Regions from separate parts of the Mus musculus genome. Here region 2 is linked to region 1. The links are chromatin contacts, called in public Hi-C maps. All regions are on one chromosome and are shown on one strand. The core of a region is the stretch at or near the end of the contact, and the rest is flanking DNA. Distances in the headings are between cores, read along the strand shown.

What was found. Hi-C and Micro-C count contacts between places; a contact is called where the count stands out from the background.
Region 2: a Hi-C map of epiblasts shows a contact between it and region 1, with 19 times the contacts expected there. The contact joins the promoter of Nkx3-2 here to the promoter of A930033C23Rik in region 1. A contact is called at or near these places in 1 of 39 promoter capture datasets (cranial neural crest) and 5 of 484 Hi-C or Micro-C datasets (embryonic stem cells and epiblasts).

What each region holds. Positions count from the first base shown.
Region 1 is chr5:35,396,226-35,402,416 of GRCm38.p6, forward strand. It overlaps A930033C23Rik (a long non-coding RNA gene), which reads right to left and starts at 3,330. Exons shown (of 3, transcript XR_003955880.1): 1 at 2,600-3,330; 2 at 1,662-2,463; 3 at 568-1,445. It also overlaps a transcript of Hmx1 not described here.
Region 2 is chr5:41,761,832-41,768,022 of GRCm38.p6, forward strand. It overlaps Nkx3-2 (NK3 homeobox 2), which reads right to left and starts at 2,389. Exons shown (of 2, transcript NM_007524.3): 1 at 1,648-2,389; 2 at 1-346. The coding sequence starts at 2,113. It overlaps Gm46910 (a long non-coding RNA gene), which reads left to right and starts at 804. Exons shown (of 2, transcript XR_001784850.2): 1 at 804-1,172; 2 at 2,993-3,254.

The sequences.
Region 1 (6,191 bases), core at 2,080-4,579:
GAAAATGGGGACAAGCTAGGGCTTCCTGTGGGTTATTGGGGAAGCTAGGAAGAGCAGGGTTCCTGCAGGAGCTGGGTTTGTTTGTTTTGTTGTGTAGTTTTTTAAAAAATTATTATTATCGTAAAGGTGTTTGTAGGTATTGTTACCCAGTCAGTTCAGTAAAACCAGAACAGAAAAACAAACAAAAAAACAAAACAACAAAATTATGTGTCCTGCCACCATACATCAAAGCCAGATTAAGAATTTATTGGGACTATGTTTTATTAGTCAGACTGTTACCTTAAAAATAAAAACAAAAAATTAAAGTGCATTTAATTTTAAAGTAAATTGCATAAGTTTATACATTTCTAAGTTTACCAATGAAATGATATGATGTTGGTTTATCTAAAATACGCAGCAAAATTAAAAGGGGAATGGAAGAGAGGCGCTTGATTAGGAGTCCGTACTTGCGGAAGGTCCAGAGGCAGGCTTGAAAATAAACCTAAGTAAATCTGTTTAACCAGACCGTGGAAACGCGAGGATTTGTGCTGGGGGGGGGGGGGGGCCGGGGGGCGGGCGGGGCGGAGAAAGGGTGACTTTCCACCCGAGAAGCTGCAGTACGTTCCAATTTTATTTTCACCCAATCTGAGTCTCACCTGGGTTCACTTAAAACTCGGCTTTTAAAAAGCTGTGCATCCTCGCGGCTTAGCTAGAACTTGACCGTTAAAGCTCACATACTTAGCTTTACAACTATTTTGGTCTCAAACAACCCCCTTTTCTCCCCACGCCGCTTTCCGGGGTTTCATCCCTCTCACTCTGGTCACGGTGACCGCACCGGACTCCTCACCCGGGGTCCGGGCGCCTTGGAGGGGGCAAAAGGGCTTAAAGGTCGCGACCTTGCAACACAGTGTGGGGTAGTGCCCTGCGGCCGCCTTTCTGGTCTGGGATCTAGGTCTTCTGTTTCTGGAGCACCGGGGATCTGCGGCGCAGAATGCGGGAAGGAGGCTCGGGGCCCACAGGCGACACTCGCGAAGGGTGGATGGAGAAGGGCTGCATCCGGACCTCCGGGAAGCCCTGGGCTGGAGACCGCTAAACAGACCAAGCACCCGTGGGCTCTGCGTGATCCGGGATTGCAGGGGCACCACCTCTGCGGATCCAGACGCCTGCTAGCCATGGTTCTGCGCTCGCCCTGGAATGTCTCCCTTCCCCGCCCTCCGCCTGCTGGTTCTCTTGGTTCGCCCGGGACACAGCGACGTTATTCTCCCGCTCGACTCTCCCCAGTGGCCGTGATCCTTCTTCTCACGCGTCCTGCCATGCGGGAAGTGACTCCTTCCCTGCGACGGGCGCTCTGGTTTCTTGGTCCTGCCTCCCACTATGGGTCCCGGACTCCGCGCGCTTCGACCCACCGGGCTGCGGACGCGGCTGCATATCCCGCGTCAGCACCTTTCCGCTGGTGCCACGAGGCCCTGTTTCGCCATCAGGTAGGAGTGAGAGACATGGGGGGGGGGGGGTGCGTACTGCGGAGCCCGGGATGAGACGCCGGCCCTCCTCCGACCTTACTGGGCTTAGACGCTCCGGGCAGTCTCAAGGGACCCTGTGGCTCGCAGCCCCGCCCCGCCCCCGCGCCGGGCCCAGCCCCGCCCGGCCCGCGGCGCCCCTCCGATCCCGCCTAGGCCGCTCACCTGGCGTCTCGCAGTCTGCTGCGGTCTGCAGACCCTCCCCTCCGTCCTCACCTCTCGTCTCCTATCCACCTCATCCTGCGTGTCCTTACGCGGGCTAGGTGCCCAGTCACATAGTAAAGGTTCCTTTCCGAGCCGAGGGCATGTAACGGAGGTGGGGACGCCGAGGTCCGGAAGGCATCGGGAATGAGGCGGAGGTACATGAACGCGGGTGCTGGTGGAGTCCAGGCAACGCTCGCCTTGGCCGAGAACAGAAGATGGACCCACCTGATGGGAGGAGCTCAGCCTGGTCCCTGGGCACAGACCTTCCCTAGCACACAGGGGGCAGGGGGAAGCTCACTATGCTCTGTGTCTTTCCTGGATCCCCGTGGCTGGGATGGGGCCCGATACTCCCATCTTAAGACTGCGAGCGCCGAGCCTCGCAGCTGCACAGTGCCCCCACAAAAGACAGGGGTGCTATCCTAGTTGTGTGTTCGAAAAATAATCAGTCCCAGTCTGACTCCAAGGCTCACGCATCCCGTGATCTGGGAGACGGAAGCAATGTTGGGATTTCTTTTCAACTGGGCAAATGAGGGGGCCAGAAGTGGGAGAGCCCACTGTCTCTCAACTCCTTCCAGAGAGTTCTCTACACCAGGGAGTAGATCTGAGGGCCCTACACTGGAATTCATTCGTTTCCTTTTTAAAAGCTTGGAGACAGAAGCTAGAACTCACCCGGAGCCTAGTAGGACTTCCTCAGACCTCCAGGCCGTTCAGACAGCAAACAATGATAAGCAAGCAAGCAGAATGATGCCACGTGCCCTTAGGGCTGACCGAAATTGGTTGTGGAGAAAAGACCTTAATCATTTTCCGGATCCACTTTACCTCCTAAGGGCGGCTGTGAAGAACGGGAGGCTTGCCTCTGAGCATCCCCGCTCCCCAGCAGTGTCCAGGCCCAGTCTTACCTGGTCATTGTATGTACAAGTCCATTGTGGCCCCAAGATATGTCGCAGCCCACACCCCTCCTCTTTTTTCTAGAAGGGAACAATACTTTGGGCCAGCAAGAAGAAGGGCTTTTGGGGGACAGAGAGAATGGAATGGGGACGCTGTTCAAATCTTGAAGAAGCTCATTCTTTTCTGGGGCCTCTATTCACCCACCTTAATATCATGGGACCTACCTGGTGGAGCCATGTGCCCAGGCTCTGATCCAGGGCCTGAGCCTTGCCTTTACTGTGGGATTCGATGTCCCTCGTAGCAACATAGGACTAGTTGGGAGAGCATTGTGCCCCTAAGCCTAGGGTCTTGCGCTCAGAGTGGGCTCTGCATAGGTTTGGGTATCTTAGTATCCAACTCTCTGCCCAAACATGGAGGAGTAGAAGCCACTGTCTGAGGGAATCTAAGGTTCCAAAATGTCCAGCTGAGGAGCCACTGTCACTTCCCCAGGAGCTCTGCCATCCCTCATCCAGTGTCAGAACTCTCTTTCATCTGTTTCTTTAGAACCTCACTCTTGGCTTCGCCCCTTGAGGTCACTGTACCCACCTGATGTTGGCTTCACCCCACCGAGGTCACTGTTCCTACACGACATAAATGGCTCTCGAAGCTTGACAACCACAGCGCCTTTACATCTAGATTTGGATTGAGTTTTCTTTCTGAAATTTCTAAAATCCATTTCCCCCAAATGGGCAGGAGCCTCGCATGCTCGGCGGCAACCCCCACCCCCCCCCCCACCCCAGCGGCCTGGCCGCATTGATCCCACGCCTTACAGCACATCACATTAGCCTAATGGTTTCTCTGATGATTCAACTTCTTTTCCTTAAGAGCCGCCCCTCGGCCCTCCACCCTCCGCCGCGCCGAGGACCTCGCCCCTGGGACCCGCAGCCCGCGGGGAGGCGACGCGCTCCGGAGCCGGCGAGGCGCGCAGGGCGGCGGGATGTAACCGGTGGTCCGCGGGGAACCTGGCGCTCACCTTAGACTAGATCTTCAGAGGCTTCCGGAGTCAGACCCTCGAACCTTCCGACTCAGACCGGAGAAGAGCCAGGCAGCTCCGAAGCACAGCGACCGCTTGGGCCCCTGCCCTGGGACACGGACCCATGCTTCGGCCCTTCTGCCGGGGCAAGCAGGGCCCAGGCAGGCCTCCCCGGCCGCTAGCCAATCGGTTCTGCACGTCCCCATCTGCGCGCAGAGAAGCGGTGTTCGGTATAGAAAATTAAACACACGCGCACACGCGCGAGCGCGCACACACACAGAAGGGGCTTTCCAAATTCAGGCACCCACGGATAGCTGAGTTTTTTTCTTTTTCTTTATCTTTTCTTTAAATGTTGTTGTTGTTGTTGTTTTGTCTCTCTGTGTAGACCAGTCTGGCCTCGAGCTGAGAGAGAGATCCATGTGCCTTTAATCTGTTGAGATTAAAGGTTTGCCACCACCAATCCTGGCTGAGTTTTGTTTTGATTTTGACATATTCTTAGTTTTGCAGGGCTGGCGATGAAATTCAAGGTTTCAAGTAGGCTTCAAGCCTGAGCGTTCACTAACCCGTTCATTGGTTTGTTTGCAAATAGGAAATGTATTGTCGGAGCAGAAAAATTAAAGGTGTGATCAAGCATGCTGGAAGAAAAGCTCTCTTCCGGCCTCCAAGATGAAAACTCACTCCAGACAGACAAGTCTGCTTATTATTATTATTATTATTATTATTATTACTATTATTATGATAAGATCTGCCTTGTAGCTCAGGCTGACTTCCAGCTCCTGGCCCTCTTAACCTCACTCACCTCCTAAATGCTAGCTTTATAGACCCCACCTGAAGTTTACAAGCCCTGAAGTTCTCAAGAGTATGGAATCCACTTGTATAGTGTGGAACCTCTCACCAAATCCTTAAAGGAAAAAAAAAGTTCGTTTTCACTTAGATACAGTAAAGGTTTAAACTGAGAGACACCCCCCCCCAGGCTGGGGGTTTGAGCTTTCCAGGTGGGACTGGCAAATTGTCAGCAAAATAAACACAAATAAAAACCCAGTATGTCCTCACGGCTCCCTGTTCCTCCACCCATTCTGTTTTATCAAAGCTACCAATGCATCCATCATATGTAAAATCTAATGCACATAATGTTAAGTGGTCTGCTTTCACAAAGGGCAGAAAGATCCCGTACCTCTGCGTACCCCAGCAAGTCCTTAGCTTGCACCTTGGCCTCCTCCTACAACCGGGAAGGTACCTGGACCCTCTTTTCCCATCCTGCCTTTTTTCTTTTTACAGTGCTGGGCAATAATCCCAGGGCCCCGGCATACCAGGCAAGCAGGTTCTACCTCCGAGCTCATCCCCAGCCTCTTCTCAACTGCTCTTTTGTCATTCCAGGGTGTCTGTTTGTTTGTTTGTTTTTATGTTTTTAAAGAAATCCATCACCAGCCTATTATTTTTACCTGGAACTCAGCCACATAGTCCCCCACCCCACCCCACCCCCATGCTTGTACTTCATGGCTGGCTGTGAACTTGGCTATTTTCCCACTAATTCCTTCCCTGAATGGGGCGCTTTTCTAGGTTCCTTGTGTATCTGTCCCCAAGCGCTCCAATCGAACGTCAGGGGTTCCCTCAGTCCAGGCGGGCTAGTGACATATTGGCACATATTAGCGCTGTTTCAGGTCCCAACTGCTTCCCGCTCCAGAAACCCTCAAATTCCAGTGTTCTCTCCAGGCAAGCTGTCACTGGGAAGCCGCTTTCCCAGCTCTCTTCTCCAAAGCCCCTACTAGGGCAGCAGGGATGGCCTGTCTGCCAGCCATCCTGTTTCCTAGACTCAGTGACTAAAACACTGCACTCTTAGCTCTCAGCCTTAAGGGGCAAGCAAAGATCTCGACTTGTGGTCCTACCAACCGCACCCAGCCTGCGAGCCCGAGGGATCCTTCACCTGGTGTCTCCACAGGAGGAGGCGTCCGAGCAGGCAGAGAGCAGTGGTTACAGACCTTGCTTTTTCTCAGGACATAAGGCGCAGGATGCACACTTACTGCTAACAGATGTGGATGAACGTGCTTGGTGCTGCAACTCTGACTACCATATGCTCGCCCTGTGTTTGCTGCTAAGTGGTGGTCAGGATTCTCCGAAGAAAGTGGAACTCTGGGATGCACCGGGCAGACAGACAGACAGACAGACAGACAGACAGACAGACAGACGGGCAAGTGAGAAACTGCACGGGTAGATAGGCATGCTGGAAGTTCAAACAAGGGTTGATGCTCTCCTGTGTGTATAAATCTCATGAGTGGACTAGAAACCTAGACAGAGGTTCCATTCTGCAGTCACTAGTAGAAACCCTTCCCCTCAGATAATCTCTGTTTTGGCTTGGGAGAACTTATAAGAAACCCACTGTACTGTGGTAGCCATTTGGTTTTACCCAGTGTCTCCTTTAAATGTTTGTCATATTTCAAAAAACTCCCTTCCCAGCAGCATCTAGACACTTGAGGACCATGCCCTAGCCATGTCGGTGTGCAGCATCAACCACTACAGGCATTCAGGCACCCTCCCTCAAATAAAAAACGCACAGGTGTGTGCTGGATTGCTGCCCTACCATCTGCAGCCAA
Region 2 (6,191 bases), core at 1,139-3,638, 6.4 Mb after region 1:
AGCAGGTCGGCGGCCATCTGCCGGCGTTTGGTCTTGTAGCGACGGTTCTGAAACCAGATCTTCACTTGCGTCTCTGTGAGCTTCAGCGAAGCTGCCAGGTCTGCGCGCTCCGGCCCGGACAGGTAGCGCTGATGGTTAAAGCGGCGCTCCAGCTCGAAGACCTGGGCGTGCGAGAAGGCGGCCCGGGAGCGCTTCTTTCGCGGTTTAGGGGCTGCGGGCTCTTCCTCCTCCTCCACGCCGCCCGCCTGCCCGCCGCTAGCCCCGCTGCCCGCGGCGCCGCGCAACCCAGGCACGCGTGCACCTCCAGGGCTAACGCTGTCATCCTCGCCTCTCGGGCTGTGGTCGCCTGCGGATTCCGGTAGGAACAAAAAGCAAAGAACCTGTCAGACTCGCAGAGGGGAAGATGGGTCTCGGTTGCTGTGGTTTCTTGCGGAAGATTGGCAAGGGAACCCACTTTGAGCCTACTGAAAGGGGAGGAGAAGTTCCAGAGGGTTCTGTTTCAGAACTCTGTCCTCCACGCTTCTCACATAATGTATCTTTTCTGCTGCTTGCTAGAGCAGTAGGGGAACAGCTCTTCCCGAGTTTTCCAGGCCCCAGATTTCCTGCAGGAATGTAGGATACTTGGCCTGAACATATCCACAAGTTTTGTTCTGTACTTAGCCCTGAATCGTGGCTTTCTACACTGAATTTCTGTTTCGAGTTGTACAGCACACCTTTGCACACCCACACCCACACATCCGTTGACTACAGGAAAGAGGAAGGTGGTGGTGGGGAAGGGTGCAGATCTTGAGGTCAGAGGTATAGAGAGTCTTCCGTCCTAAGAACCCAGAACTGTCAGGATACGGCAACAGGGAACAACGCGAGGCCCCAGTACACTTGCCTCCCTGTTCTTTGCATGAAAATAAAGGGAAGCCGGGTGCAGACAGTGAAGACCCTGATCTGAACCCCGTTTCCCAGCCTTTTCTGTGCTTCCTGCAGCACCGCCTGCAAAAGAAGTCAGCGCTCTGGCCGGCTCGAAGCCTATGCGAGGCCTACAGCAGACTGTACCCAATAGAAGCCAGCAGCCGGCCTTTCAGACTAAGAAATATACCCGTGAGTGGATACAGAGTCTTGACGATCCAGCGCCTCCCAGACCACCTCAACCACACTTCCCCACCATCTCCCGCCTTCAGGTAACTGCTACTTTTGTTTCTAGCTCCCTAGGTACTCAGCCAAAGGCTGTTTTGCCAGTCCTGGGGTAAGGGAAGTTAAACGCGCCCTTTCCCAAGGCTCCCCACTCCTACGCTGTGACAGGATCTGCAGTCGTTGGCATGGCTGTGTCAGGGATCTACCTCATAGATTTTTGGTCCCCCTTTCCTAAATCTAGAGATTTTAAATGGGCACAGCTGAGGCACTGCAGATGAACTCAAAGTTCTTGGTGCAGAGCGCAGGCCACATAGTACCAGGACACCCGGCTCTAAGAAGCTCACTTGCTTCAGGTTTGGGGCAGCGCGCGCCAACGCGAAGAACTTGGAGACTTCGCTAGCACTAAGCCCGGCAGGGCGTCGTGTTCCCACAGTAGGCCCACCCCGCCTCAGAGTGCTTGACCTCTTAACCCACCCCCTTCAGCCCAGCCCCCTTCCTGGAGAACCCCCCGCAGCAGCAGACCTGAAACGCTGGCTGACATCTCGCTGTCGCTGCGGACCGGGGCTTCCTCCTCCAGGTCCTTGGCGGCGTGCAGCTCGCAGCCTGGCTGGTCCAGGCCCAGGGTCACCCTGGCGCGGCCGGTTCCACTGGCTCCCGGGACATCGGCGCAGCGCCTCCTGCCCTCGTTCTCTTCGCTCAGGGCTGAGTCTGAGTCCCAACCTCCCGGACTCTCTGCGCTCTGCCCCACGGCTGTTCTGGTTCGGGCGGGAGATGCCAGAAGAGAGTCCTCGGCGCCCCCCAGCGCACCGGCCTCGGTCTCCCCGAAGATCCGCCAGCAGCAGACGGCGGGCGCCGCGGTCACCGCCACCTCTGTGCCCCCTGGTGCCGGGCGCCCCTCCGGCGTAGCCAACCCGCCGCGCTCCTCTTTCTTGTTGAGGATCGCCTGGATGGAGAAGGGCGTCAAGGTGCCGCTGCCGCGCACAGCCATCTGCGCCGCAGATCGGAGCCGGCAGCCAGGAGGGCAACTGGGGCGCGGGGACAGCTTCGAGCCTGACACGGAGCTCTGGGCGACCTCAGCGCGAGTGAGAGGGGCGCGCCAGGCCCCCGCAACCCACTCCTGCGCAGCACAGCAGCCCCCGCCCCCCTCAGTTCCAGGATCCGCGCCGACCCTCACCCCACCTCACAGGCCCACCTCGCCAGGACCCCCTCCCCTGGAATCCAGCGCCAGATGCTCTTCTCCTACAGCCCGGCCGATTATCTCTTCGCCCGTGGCCCTCTGGGGACCGGCCCGGGTCTGTCCTCTGGGGAGAGGCCGGCGAGAATTGTCAAGGGTCCTCTCCGCGTCTGCAGTCGCCTCCGGAGCGCCGCCGAGGCGCACCGCCCAAAGTCACTTTTTCTGTGCGCCTCTGTCTTCCCGGCCTGTAGGGCTTCGCTCCTGGCGGGTCCTCCCTCTTCCCCTCTGGGCTGGCTTTTCCGGAGCCTACTCCTCTGGCGCCCGCAGTGACAGCTGAGGCCCCTAAAATCGGAGAAGAGCGGGGACACCTTTTACCCTCTGCCGGGGTTTTATCTGTTTCTTCTCTTTGCTTCTGCGTTCCACTGTACCCCCCCCCCCCTCCCATCAGAGTGTCATTCCTCACCGCTGAGTGACAGCATCGGGCCACGCCCCTTCACTAGCTGTCCTGGGCTCTCCCGGCAGTGGATTGGCTGGTTCCAACTGGAGGCCGTTGACTTTAAGAGACTCTAGTCCACCAGTTGAGTAGCAAAAGACAGGGTCTGATTTAACCCCTTCCCTCCTAAACCTGGTTCTCAGTAGCATCCTTCAGCATCGAGGAGAACCATCATCCCGAAACTTTGTTTCTGATTTCAGTTCCGATAACCATCGACTCTAGCGCTTTTCTGGAACACCAGTATGAACCCCAGCTCAAAATTTCGGCGAAAACTCAACAGAAAGCATCTCCAGATGTGACGTATAGTTTCTGTTCTCTAGGAAGGAGCCCAGAGTCGAAGAACAAAATTCATCTTTTTTTTTCCTTCCACTCTTAAAGTTTCTCAGCTGTTTCTCTGCTAATGCTCTTTACTGAAGTAATCTGATAATTAAAATCACTCTACTAAGTACTCCTATCATTTTACGTTTGATTGGATTGGATTTCTGTAGACGACTTAAAAAGCTAGGTTGAAAAATATTAGTTAAGCACCAAGTGGGGCGAGGAATTGGAAAGCATTTGGGTAGAGAATTTTTGGAGCTGGGTATTCGTCTCCTTGGGCAATCAACTCTGAATTTAATTGGATTTGTTCAATTTGTTTTACATCAAGAAGAAAACATAAAAATGCTTTTAATTTGTTCTTTAAATATTCTGTTTCTTGTGAGTTGAGAAGGAGTAGATAAGTTTGAAAGAGACTAGCTGGGAGTTACACAATAGTGAGATCCAGAACTGAGATTTAATGCCCTTAAAAATAAGAACCAAGTTATTTTACTCACTAGAAGGAAGTAAATACAAAATATAAACATTGTGGTTATGTCAAAACATATGTTGCCTATTTACTAAACATCTTTTTAATGACAAGTTTGTTCAAGTGACAAATCTTACTGACTGCTCCACAAATGTGACCCGAGGCTTGGTCCAATACACAAGCTTGAACCTCTGAACACATTTAAATAGTTGTGATGTTAATTTCAGAAGCTGAGGAGGCCACTTCATTGGTGTCATTAAAATAGGGAAGGCCTCCTGCAGCTGCTTCCCAGAGCTGATCCGCACTGCGGGGGAGAAATCGTTACCCAGTCAAAGTCGTCCGCCTCGCCTCGGGAGGAAGGTTAGAAACTTGTAGACTTCGTGGCTTGCAGTTGCCTGTTTTCCTGCCCTATGAAGATGCTGCAGGGTCCCTTGGGGTAAGGGATGGGCCTCTCTTGAAGGGGCTACAACTCTTCATAGTTCTTCACAATTGTGTAAGTTTTGAGGGAAAGATTTAAATTCGTTGTTAGTAGCTGGCAACTATAACAGCCAAGGGACTAACTTCTGGCTAGGACAAGGATCCAATGAAATGCTTAAGAGGTTTCAAAATGAGGCTCTCCACTCCCCCTTCAACATTTTCATGCTTTTATTAAAATCGATTTTCTCTTCTCTGCATCCCATGCTGGGTGTTGAGAATGTGTATAGCTATCTTGACTTAGGGGCTAGTGGAGGACGAGGGACAAAGCTTGATAGAAAAATGAGGTTACTCAGGTGCAGAGCATGTGTGTGATGGCCTGTGGACATGGGGCTCTCTCGGTGGGGACAAGAACCAGTGAGCTCTGGACATGCTGATGGACAAGAATATCCAAGAGTGTAATACCTGAGCGCTAGGGTTAGGTTTGGGTATCCATATGCTTATTTGAAGTAATGATTACTACTTATTTGGCAGAAATAACCGGTTTTGTTTTGTTTTGTTGTCTTTTTTATCTCAAATCACAAGTTGACAAGAGGTAAGTGGCAGACATTTTTGAAGCTCGGAAAACCACTTGTTCGGTCATTTTAAAAGTTGTTGGCATTGCTGGTTTTTGCATGAGAATAACGAAATGGTTTCAATCCGCCTCTCCAGGAGGCGCGGGGCGACGGAGTTTGCCAGAGGTTAGCAGATCGTTAGGTCTAGTGAGTGACCGGTGCAGGCAGGGCCAGAAGGAGATGTGTTTGGAAGAAGATAAACACTCGGTTCTGAGCTACGGAGAGAGGAAGCCCCTGAAAGAGTAAGAAGTGAGAAGAGATGAAAAGGCGTTGGGGGCTATGGCCGGATGCACTGAAGTACCTAGAGTACATCCTGAGTCAAGGTCAGCTCAAGAGGTCAGAGGAGGTCTGGAACTGCTCGGCTAGCATAGGCATACCCCCCCAACCCCCTTCGAGGACAACGTGGGTGATAGCCTCTAGGCTAAGCATCCAACTTCGGAAAACCCGTGACTGCTGACAACTGTGGCTCTTGGCCTGGCGCAGGCGCTGCTCTCCGGCCTGGACTGAGCAGGAGTCGAACGAGTTAGGGGTTCTGTTTTGCGACAAGATCTGTCATCATTCTGCGCCTGTCTTCGTGGCCGCACGCCCTTCTCACCTCCCAGGTTCCACACATTCATACATGTATTCCTCTTCTCTTCTCTTCTCTTCTCTTCTCTTCTCTTCTCTTCTCTTCTCTTCTCTTCTCTTCTCTTCTCTTCTCCCCCCAATCTGTTCCTTCTCCAGCTGCCTCCTCTTCAAGATCCTTGCGTGGGTCTAGCACCTCTTCTGCAGTCTGGTTCCCGTGCGCCCCCTACGAGCTGCGCCCTGGGTCCCCTAGGCAGCCTAGGCCTGGTGTTCTGCTGGGCGGCGACGCTTCTATCCTTCGCAGAGGCCATGCTTTTGGAATGGCAAAGCCGCGAAAGATGCTGTGGGATGAGAGAACCCACAGCTTCAGTCTTTCGTGGCAAGCTTCTGCGCACACGCAGGCATTTCTTGGGCGCTCAAGTCAGTAAGGGAATCTTCCCCAGAGGTCAAGCTGCGACGCTTGGATGTCACCAGCACCTCTCCTGACCTGGAGAGCAGAGGTTGTCTTCTCTTCCCCTTCCCCGCACTGCCCCTAGCTCTCCGGTGCTGGGCACAGGCGGAGCTCAGCTCTACCCCAGCAGGCCACATACTGCAGACACTGTGACCTGGACTGAGGAAGTCACTTGTTCTCTCCGTTCCTTTAAAACCAGGCGTACAGCGGGGCTCTCCGCTGGCTGTAAAGCTGCGGGAGCAAGCGAGGAGAGGATGAGTTTGCTGGCTCACTGGAGCTGAATAGTCGCTCTGGGGATTGTCGGTTCTCATCTGCAGGCGCCCCCCGGGGGATCTACAAGCAGACACAGTACATCAAGGGTCAAGCCAGTTTCCCCAGTGCTCTAGTCAGTCGGCCCCTAGCAGGGGTTTTTACGCACAGCGTTCTGGTTTATCAGACTGAAGCGAGACACTTCACCAACGCAGGCCAAAGTACCGCTAACACACCAAAAACCCGAAGGTTTTTTGCTTTATTAAAAAAACAGACCTCCCAGGGCTGTGATGAGTTGAAAATCATTCTTGCTTTACAGAGAC